Regions from separate parts of the Zea mays genome. Here regions 1 and 3 are each linked to region 2. A link is a contact called in public Hi-C data. All regions are on one chromosome and are shown on one strand. The core of a region is the stretch at or near the end of the contact, and the rest is flanking DNA. Distances in the headings are between cores, read along the strand shown. Region 1 holds the start of LOC100303791 (AAA ATPase containing von Willebrand factor type A). Region 2 holds the start of LOC100276415. Region 3 holds the start of LOC100194098.

The links. Hi-C and Micro-C count contacts between places; a contact is called where the count stands out from the background.
Region 1: a contact with region 2 is called in a Hi-C map of leaf, with 5 times the contacts expected there. The contact joins the promoter of LOC100303791 here to the promoter of LOC100276415 in region 2. A contact is called at or near these places in 10 of 25 Hi-C or Micro-C datasets (bundle sheath, ear, leaf and 3 more).
Region 3: a contact with region 2 is called in a Hi-C map of leaf, with 2.7 times the contacts expected there. The contact joins the promoter of LOC100194098 here to the promoter of LOC100276415 in region 2. A contact is called at or near these places in 7 of 25 Hi-C or Micro-C datasets (bundle sheath, ear, endosperm and 3 more).

What each region holds. Positions count from the first base shown.
Region 1 is chr1:62,360,533-62,363,915 of Zm-B73-REFERENCE-NAM-5.0, reverse strand. LOC100303791 (AAA ATPase containing von Willebrand factor type A) reads left to right here and starts at 2,013. Exons shown (of 1, transcript NM_001165425.1): 1 at 2,013-3,068. The coding sequence starts at 2,039. The coding sequence ends at 2,803. LOC103644661 (protein HUA2-LIKE 2) reads left to right here. Exons shown (of 12, transcript XM_020546382.1): 11 at 439-484; 12 at 556-1,208. The coding sequence ends at 464.
Region 2 is chr1:62,080,564-62,084,327 of Zm-B73-REFERENCE-NAM-5.0, reverse strand. It overlaps LOC100276415, which reads left to right and starts at 1,327. Exons shown (of 2, transcript NM_001150214.2): 1 at 1,327-1,629; 2 at 2,374-3,676. The coding sequence starts at 2,688. The coding sequence ends at 3,551.
Region 3 is chr1:62,467,091-62,470,537 of Zm-B73-REFERENCE-NAM-5.0, reverse strand. It overlaps LOC100194098, which reads left to right and starts at 1,794. Exons shown (of 8, transcript NM_001401391.1): 1 at 1,794-2,170; 2 at 2,366-2,490; 3 at 3,072-3,132. The coding sequence starts at 2,138. LOC100274107 (alpha/beta-Hydrolases superfamily protein) reads left to right here. Exons shown (of 14, transcript NM_001415957.1): 14 at 381-1,213. The coding sequence ends at 833.

The DNA of each region.
Region 1 (3,383 bases), core at 764-3,263, 280 kb before region 2:
CTTGTACAGTTTATTTCTTTGATCTTGTAGATGTTAATATTCTTCTCTATAAGCTGGGTCAAACTTAAGACAGTTTGATTTATGACTAGCAAAAAGTTCTTATGTTTAGGGATGGAGTATACTTTTGTTGCTAAGGTAGAGGATTTTTAGGCTTAATTTACGAGCTTCAGCTAAAAGTCAGGTGGGAACGGCATGAAAAAGAGTGCCATAATTTTGTTCGCGTTCTCCGTTTTATGTTTTCTTCCCAAAGTATCTTTTCATTCAGTACACTAACTATAACTCCTGTTACTTATTAACGACAAAGTTGTATTTGTTGCATCTGCATGTCGTGAGATGCTAAAATAAGTGGTGCTGGGTATTTGTGAAAGAAAGCTTCTTACACTCTCTCTGCTTGGCGAGTAAAAGTTGTGGATGCTAAATGTACCTTTCATACCGCAGGACATGGTGGATGGAGACCTAGATAACCTTTTGGAATATTGAAGTGGTAGGCTGTTTGTTACATTGGCAGTGCTTTCGTCGTCTTTTCTGTTTCATCTGACATCCCGTCTGTTTCAGGCCCTGACGCTTTTCTTAAGTCTGTGGGGGATTTAACCTGGGAGAGTCCGGTGGTCTCTGCTTCGGATTGAAGGCACTCACGGACCACTCCAGGAAAGCGGGAGCTGCTGGTACCTGCCTCCTTGTACATATGTATCTCAATGATTCTATGGCGGTCGCGCTGCCTGATTTGCCCTTGTATCCATCCTACCACACGGGGAGCTGAATTGTAGGGATAGGGGTGTCTTAGATTGTACTTACTATTTGTTGGTGCCAGTCTCCGATTCCATTGCTGATGTCCGTTCCTGAATTCCTCCTGGCCTCAGCCGAAACTGTTGAGAGTACACCGTACATATATGCCAAAAAAGAGTGAAATACAAGTCATTTTGCCCTTTGCACCTCTGCTGTGCTGGTGACTTGACCGATTCGTAAAAAGCCCCTGCATCTGCTAAGACCTGCGTGCATTGCATTGCTTGTCAAGGTACAGAGAACAAACTGATGTTCCATCTGGACAGTTTCAGCTCTGATTGTTCATTTATTTTCAACCCTATTCTCGTGTGTGTATGTATATATAGAGAGCGAGTTCATACGGTGGAACTAATGACTTGCGATTGATCATTATTGTTTCCCTAGAAAACTAAAATCTTTCGTTCCGTTTAATTTATGAATGGTGATATGGCTGGTGTCGTTCCAAAGATTGACAACACCACTACCTACTGGTGTCACGGTAGGTTCCATGAAAAGTAGTAATCTTTATAGCTTATATTCATTTGATTGAGATCGTTTGTACTGGTGACCGATTAGTATTTGTGATGATCTCTGAAAGGTGGTTTGTTTTAAATGTCTGAAGTCGTCAAACGTTTCTTTCTTTATTAACCATCAATTCCTAGAAGTTTAATATAGTTTATCATAACAAGGTTTGTGTTTTTAGATGATCCATGAGAAATATGCTCATAACATATATAGAGAACATTGAAATATTTGGCTTCTAACAAAGCTAAAACTACACGGGTTGGAGTGTGTCGTCGTTCAATACTTCAGATTTTGGTGTTGGTTGTATTGTCAATAGCGTGGTGGCGTCAACGTTTAAAAGAGTCGTCCTCGTCGAACATCTGAGATGAAGCCGTCAATGCAAATGTCCTCTAGAATGCCAGTGTGTTGCATGCATGACCAAAGAGCCACTAACCTCTCATCAGCAAGCAAGCAGTGCAGTGTACCCCGTGTGTGTATGGATGCAATGCATGTTTGGCCTGGCTCGATGCACGCCACCGGTATGAAGCACCTAATTCAGAGCATGCACCGATGATCGGCTCACTCCTACTCGTCTCGTCTCGTCTGGTTGTGCAGGAACGAAGCGCCTAAAAATCCTGACCGTGCAGCGTCTCACCCAACTACTTGAATTAATCCACGTCTTTATATAAACAAGTCGCACGCCGCCAGCGAGCTAGGAAGAGAGGCTAGTCCACAGCGGCTGAGCACTGTCTAGCAGCTAGGCCGCAAGTCGATGGCGGCCCCGGCGCCTCACGTCGCGGTGAGCGCCGCCGCCGTCCTCCTCCTCCTCCCGTTCCTCCTCGCGCCCCTCGCCGTCGCGCAGCCGCCCAAGAGCGCCAAGGCGTTCTGCATTAGCCAGTTCGCCATCGCTAGCCAGGCCTGTTCTATCCTGCCGCCGAGTCCACCCGACGAGCACCACCACCACGACGATGAGGACGACGACGACGACGACGAGCATGATGACCGCAGCGACCGCCGCAGCCACCACGCGGCGGCCATCAGCATCTCGGGCCTGCTGGCGAGCAATAACGGCAGCCACGGCGTCGTCTCTGGGAACCGCACCGTTGGTCACCACCCACACCAAGGCAACCGCACCCGCGGCGGGCACGGGCGCGGGCGCGGGCGAGGCCGTGGGCGTGGCCGACGTGGGCGTCTGCGGGATGACGACGACAACCATGACGCCGACGATCCTGACCACGACGATGACCATGACGACGATGATGACCACGACGACCACCATGACACCGACGACCCAGATCACGACGACGACCACGACAATGATGACGACGACGACGACGACGATGACCACGATCACGAACACCACGACGAGGAGCTCCGCGCGTACCGCGACTGCTGCCGATGGCTCAAAGAGGTGCAGAAGGAATGCGTCTGCGAGGCGCTGCTGCGGCTGCCCCCCTTCCTCGTCAAGCCGCAGCACACTTACGTTGTCAGGGTCGGCAGGACGTGCAATATCACCTACCGCTGCGGCGGCGTCTAGCTAGCTCCATCTCCATCTCCATGTCGCTGCTGGCCGCACATCCACCGTACGACGTCCATGTAGCCGCCGCTCATGGCCGGAGTTCCATTAACTGCTGCCGCGCGCGTGCTTTCTTTACGATTACATGCATGATGTCTCGTCATTTTGTTCACGTATGTTATATAAATATATATATGTTAGGTAGACATGGGGTGTTTGATTTAGATATGTGGTTGCAATGTTGGTTGTCCACGTCCCGTAGTTTTGAATGATAACGCAACCCCTGAAAAATTTTCTACATGTCTCTTTGGTAATAATTTACTCCTATTTTTACTAAATGCTAGTACATCCTTATTTTAAATTTGACAAGTCGATAGTAAATATTATCAAATTTTTTTTATACTATATAAGCATTGTCATCATCTGGACTGAATAATGTCAAGACACGCTCAAGTGTCCCGGCAAAAACTTTACCGAGTGTCACCTCGTACTCGGTAAAGAAAAGTCGCCGTCACGGCGCAAAGTAATGGTGACAGAGCCTTTATCAAGTGTCCTAACCAACATTCGGCAAAGACTTCCTATTTGCCGAGTGTCCGATAGA
Region 2 (3,764 bases), core at 78-2,577:
AATTATTTGATCATGAACTCTCTTCTTTATAACATAATATTTAATGTCAATATGCTTGACAACAACACTTGAGAAAGCTAAGTGATGGTAACACAATTTATATGGTTAGATCTTGTATGTCTATCTTAAGTGGTTGAGAAAATGGTTAAGGTGTGCCACGCATGTACGCGCCGCCACCGAGCCAAAGCGAGACAAGGCGTGATCACGGTCAGTCGGGTCACAACATGGTGTGATGTAGACACAGAGCGTGCAGGGAATCAAAATGTCACAGAGTTAGAGCGTGTGCAAGGAGTTTTAGAAGTTTCATAGCTTGTAACTCCAGAAGTTACTCGTCCGGTTGTGAAGTTTCCTTATGATCTCCCACACCCGCTCGATTTTCGCGTCGTATAATCTTTCGGGTTCGCTTGGTTCTCCCGATGTCTAATCTCCTATGTCTCTTTGATTCTCCTTGTTCACCTATATAAACTCCATCTTGTCTTTGTTTATCGGTTCGCTTTCGCTGATGTTGTTTTAGCTGTTAGCCAAGCACTCAGTTTTAGTTCTTGCGCACACAAACACAGGAAGAACAGGCCTTCGAAACAAGTGTCGTCCAAGAGTTCACCTGCTCGGGTTAAGGACGATAAACACAATTTTGGGTAGTGTTCGTAAGCGCCATGATTGCTCGCTTGCTCCTCTCATTTTTGGTGCTAAGCTATGTTCTCTCCTTCATGGTATATTGCTTTGGTAGTGATCAACACAATTACATACCAACACTGCATCTAACGAAATGGCTACATCGACTAGCGCCGCTAGGTATGTTTTGTCTTCTTGATTGTTTAAAGTCTTGTTTCTTTGTACTTCTTATATGTTTATCGTGATAAAATGGAACGATGTCACCAAGTTGTCATTATACTTTTTCTAGATTAAACTACAATTAAAAATATCTACATATCTAGCACTAACATAATGTCAGAAAGTTGTATCGTAAAAACTAAAATAGTGTATATTCTATAAAGTTGTGTTCAACAGATCGTATATATGGTAGCAGTATATGGTAGCAGTAATGTCATATTCTTAAAAAGTTGTCTCATAAAAACTAAAATAGTGTATATTCTATAAAATTGTGTTCAGCAAATCATATACATGGTCATGTAATATATTATAGATAACACTATTTATCGAGTGAAACTTGAAATAAAAATGTGTAATAGAAAATGTGATATGAGAAATACCGGAGATAGTCTCGTGAAGACCAAAAACATCAACAACCTGTGCGCCGGGACCCTCGAAGAAACAAAGAAAAAAGGTGTGCGCTGGCAGATCGGCACACGCTCGCCCTTTCTAGACCGGGGGTCGTCCTGCAACGCGGAGCGAGGAGGCTGCGAAAGAGACCACAACGCCGCGCAGCCGGCAGGCCGGCCGTCGCGTGGCTCGTTGATACGCCCGCGAACCGCGACCCCGCGTACGCCATGGTCCGGCCTGCGCTTATCCGGCGACATTACTCACGAGGCGATGGCGATGCGAGGAAGGACAGCTAGGACCTATCCTTATTTAAACCCTGACGCCACCTTGTGCTGTTCAAGGAGTGAATACTGAACAGTCCAGTCAGTCGTCTCTACCTCATACGCCTGACGAATCTTGATTCTTGAGGTGAGCCTGCCTCTCTCGTCTCCCTCTTCCCCTCGATGCTTCTTGCTCCTCCTGCAGCTGTAACCCTAGATCTGTGGGGGTTTTTTTTGGGTGGTGGGTGGTTCTGATTCAGTTTCCTGCCCGTGATTTCTTCTCTCACCAGCAAGACGCGGTCACTCCAATAGAACTATGCACAACCTGTTCGTCGCCTCCTCCCAGTGCCTGGCCAAAAGACTGATTGGTTTAAGCTTCACCAAAAAAAAAAGAGACTGATTGACTTCCCAACTTATGTTTCACTAGATTTTAGTTCATTACTAAGCAAGTGCTCAGCTCTTTTGTTGGCAATGAAGCAACCATAACATTGCTTCTATGGCCAATTGAAATGGCTAGTTCCATTCACTGTCATAGTGCAATACAAGCGCCAGGAAGAGTATCTGTGATGTAAATAACAGCTGTTGATTTTAGGACAGTCGTATTGATTTTGTGCTGCCGAGCAGGCTTGGAACTGGATGCCTTGGTTTTCCAGATCTGGGAGTTTGGTCGTTTTGGCCTACTCTGCACCGCTATTGAGATCCTCTCTTTCTATTAAGAAATTTAACTGATGGGCCAAAGTTTCAGCAGCACACTACATATTTTTTTTCTTTGAAGCAACATCTCACTAAAGTCATCTATCTACTCATTGGATGACTTTGGAGATCTGTTGATATAATATCAATTGGTATGCTGAGAAGAAACTAACCATAGTCCTGTGTTGTTATGCTCCAGCTTGATTGGGTGTCATCTCTTTTAGCTGCAACTGCAGCTGGCTGTGATCATGGCATCGCTGAGTGCTGACCTCTTTTACGACATACTCAAGCGTCTCGATGCTGCAGCTCTGGCAAGAGCAGGCTGTGCCTGCGCTGATTTTCGTGCCATATCAAATGAAGAGGATCTGTGGGAAAATGCCTGCACATCTCTGTGGCCATCAATGAGACGAGATGACGTTAGGAGCTTAATTGCCTCTGCTGGTGGGTTCAGGAAGTTCTATGCGGATTGTTTCACACTTATACTGAACAAGGACGTCCCTGTGGTTCAAGCCAATGAAACTAACTTCTTTGCCGAAGAATGGGCTGAGTCTTGACTACTACTACTACGACGACGGCGGCATGGACGATTCTGAAAACTCATTGCCTTCGGATTTCGTGTCTTTGATCGATGTATGGTACAAAGGCCATGCGCTCTACTCGAAGGTCATATGGGGAATTCCCAGCTCAGACAGTGCCAATGGATGGTTCTACAACTACCCGTTCCGGATCGACCTGTCTCAACACTCGGCTGAAAACAACGAGAACAACAACGGAGATGTATTCCTATCCACTGTCAGTGGCGTGTCACCGGTACCCTCAATGGAGCAAGAAAGGAAAGACGGCAAGCTATGGAGGGAGTTGAACGATGGTGTAAAGCTGAGCTGGATTGTTGTCAACAAGAAGATGAAGAGGGCAGTGAACCTGACGAGCTGGCACCCGCTGAGCGGGCAGAGGCACTGGCCGACCGATGCTGACTTCGTTCTGCGGTTCGGGTCTGTGCTTCCGGCGAAGGAGGTCCTGCCCTGCCAGGTGGCGGAATGCATCCTGCTGATGAAGTTCCGCGTGACAGGCATGGGCGGCGAGGAGGCTGGGGAGCCTTCGACGCTCGCGCTGACGGAACTGAGCATGCAGATCCAGGACATGGGCGGCGTCCATCTCAACGGCCGCTGCAGCCTCCTCCTCCTCAAGGAGGCGCTGAGCTGCCACCGCAGCAGGAACTACGATGAGGTGCTGGAGTCTTGCAATTTGTACCTCAAGGCACAGAGTGAGCTGAAGGAAGAGAAGATACGCAGCGAGTGCCGGTTCGACACGCTGTGTGTTTTCAGTGGCATTGCAATATTTGCTGCTATCTGCACCATGTGGTATAGAAAGTTTTAGAAGATCTGACTCCATAGGTAGATAAGGCTAGCTGCGGATTCAGTAAGTGTTGTAGTGATTCACATGTTTGAGAACTTGTAAACACTGTGTACTTATTAATGCTGGTTATTTAGTTCTCCTTAGATATTTCATGGGGAAAATAACCTAATGTCCTCATGTATGAAAGTGGAAAATAACCAAAATAACAACAACAACAACAACAACAACAAAGCC
Region 3 (3,447 bases), core at 545-3,044, 390 kb before region 2:
GCGTTCCTAGCCGCCCAATTTAGATCGCCTGGGGTCTGGATTGTTGCTTGAACGTTCTGCCTGGGAGGGTTCGATCCAAACATCCCTAGAAAAGTGAATAATGGAGAAACTTCTGGTGAAGGTATAGGTGCAAAGGAGCACTCCAATTTGATGGGTATCTTAGCACCATGAGCTTCACTTAGAGCTGTTGGGTATGTAGAAAACTTTGATGGTAGCACTTTTAGTGTGGTACCATATATCTCATTCATGCGCAAATCAATGTCTTAAGAACAACAAGAATGAATGCTAATTATGCTAAATGTGCTATTTTTAAATATTCATCCTTTTTTGTGTTTCTAAGGATATTAATATTGAATCTTGTATTCTGTGCTAACATGCAGATGCTAATGCAAGCAATTCTTGAATCACTGAAAGACTATGAACAGTCGAATACAAAAAATGTGCAATCCACTGCATCTGATCCTGCATCTAAAGCCAATGGTACTGTAAAAGACTGCAATGGTGTTGCTGCAGCAGCATTGGAGCAAGATGCATCCTCATTTGATGCTCCTGACAAGCATACGAATGTCCCCAACAGTGGAGAAAAAGTCAGCGAAGGGCAAAGTACAGATTGCAACGCCGGAAAGAGCAGTGCTTCGGTCTCTGCTTCTGGTTCCTCAGAGCCCCTGGCACCAACACAGATGGTGAATGGACAACCTGCTTCGGTAGACTCCCAGAAAGTGACCCAGAATGCCAATGGAGAGGATGGCACAAGAGCAACTTTGGTAGTTCAGAAGAGCCGGACAGGCGGCCTGATAGAAAAATGGGGTTCCTTCTTCAAGAACAACGACTAAGGCGAGGAAAGATAGACGATGACACCTTTGACAATACGTGTTCCGTTGTGTTCATAGTCATAGAATCGCCGTTGGCTGATGTCCAGCTTGATTGGTTTTACGTGTAAAATGGAAAGGAAACAGGTGATTTCAGGACGTTCGTGTGTATATAGAAGGAATTGTAGCGCCCCCATTGATTTATACCATCTCTCAACTTCCACTACTTTCGGTTGCGGTGAATTGGCAAGACCTTTGTTCTTACTAATGTGCTGTAGACTTGTAGCATAATTTGAAAGCTGATTATTTTGTAGTTTTTTAAATAGTAAAGGGTAATGTGCCTCTTAACGTAGAGTTGAATTCTTACACGAGCAATAGGGTCAATTTTTTAAATTGTATTTAATGTCCAAAAAAAATCATTGTAGTTTGTTTTGCGTAAATTTATGTGTGGTACTTCGTCTTGGACTTTGAGGTAGCAAACTGAAAGCGAAACGCCGGTGATGTACTGCCGCCCGCCTCGACGTCAAGAGGATGTGGAGTAGTCTATCTTCTCGCCGATACGAGTATACGGGGGCGGAGATCCTTTTTCTGGGGTCAGTGATTTTCTGGATATCTAATGAAAAAATAGTGTTAATAACAAGAGTTCTATACTGAAGATACTGATAATCCGATAAAATATTTGCTTGAGTATACGACGGTTGATCCAGGAGCAGGCTGGTGGGAATGGCCGAATGGGTTGTTTTGCTGCATTCTCTGGAAGACAATAATATGGGCTCGCTGATACGGTATACGACGGTTGACAACGGAAGACAATATAGTATGCCCATATTGTGCTTGGAATACTCGTATAACGTATACCGATCTACTGGGTTTGGACTTTGGACCGTTAGTCCCAATGGTGGGACCGGCCAATTTAACCCACAGGCCCCGGCCCTAGTGCCCCGCCCGCGCGGCTGTGCATTTGCCAGTGTTGTCCCTGCGATTCGAGTGGATGGGACCGGCCCATGCCCACCCAGACTAGCTGAGTCGCACCCGTCCATCTCCCTCGCCGCGTAAACCCCCCCCGGCTCGTTCGACTGCCGACTCGGCCGCGCTCGCCTCTGTTCAATCACCGGCGACGGAGGACGCCGAGGAGGCTCTTCGCCGCCGAGTCCATTTCTGCGAGATCCCCGCCGAGCAAGAAGCGCAGCACCGCGTCTGCCTGCACCAGCGGGTGGCCGGCCGCGTCTCCTTCCGAGTCCCGAGCGCCTGCCGCCAAACTTCTGACGAGTGTCAGTGACATCGGGTCGGGTTCGCTGGAGAACTGAGGGGGGCTTGCCGCCGACGCGATGAACGCCTCCGCAATCCCGTCCCCCGCAGGGGTACGGTATGGACCACTGCCCGCGCCCCTCTTCTCGTCCTTCCACTTCTGACGAGTGTCCGTTGATCTGCCCGTGTTTCTCCCGCCTTCTCATTGAATCGACGCCTTACAACGGAGGATCACCAGTTCGGAAGGACCGGACCGTGCTTCTACAGTTCTGCTATGCATGTCTGATCGATCGATCTCGCCGATGCAGGGAGGCCGGTTCTTCACGGGCTTCACCAAACTGTGCAAGGGCCTCGCCGTCATCATCTTCCTCGTCCACATTTTGGTCCACCTCTTCCCTTCAGCCGCCACCTATCTCACGCTGATACCAGCCAGGTACCCACTGTGATTCCTGAACCCTCAGGGTTAGCCGAGCTACCTGCTCTTCACTATTTGCCTGAGCCGCGATCAGTCATATCTAATCTGTACCCACATTCACTTACTGTTCAGTTTGTTTAATTGGAAAATCATTTTACTCACGTTTCCCTTCCGTTGTTGCTCAGTTGTGTTTAACTGAAATCAGAAAAAATAGTTTTCTGAACGTAATCTGCACTCCCGTTCAGTTATTGCCAATGCTGGGCAACTGCAATTTCATGCAGTGTACACACCGATTCGATTATTGGCCAGTTGCGTTTAATTTGAATTTTTACTAATTTGCATTTCTCTTTTGGTTACTGCTCAGTCGCCTTGAACTGAAATTAGAAATGAAAAAGGTTTCTAAACGGCAGTAGTTAATGCTTAATTCAAATATGATGTAAGTTTCACTTTCCATTTCCATTTCCACCTATGTTACACTGTTGGAAATGACCATATATAACTACCTCAATCTACATACTACGATCCTGACTGTACCATTTCTTCATAGTAGATTACATGAATAACTCTTTCCCAATTAACTAGAGGTGTTCTCTGTACAGGACAATCCCTTTTGCTTGGAACCTGATTACCGCTTGTTATATTGAGCAAACAATTCCAGGGGTATATTTCCTTAACACATCTCCAGTGGTCCAATATACCAATTCACCATTCTGTGGTTATGTTTGCTCTTCCTGCTGACCAAACATCAAAACAAAAGGTCAACTCTAAGCGCGTAAACAATTGTGAGGAATGCTATAGTATTTCATATGTTTTATGTTTCCCATTGTATTGTCTCCTATGCCTGTGAAATACCCGAAATGTGGTGCTTGATGTGTACTTTAATTTGAAATCATGTTATTCTGTTATCTGTTGCTCTTCAGTTTTCTAGTAAACCTTTTTATCCCTTGCTCATTATTCTCTCTTACCTAGGATACT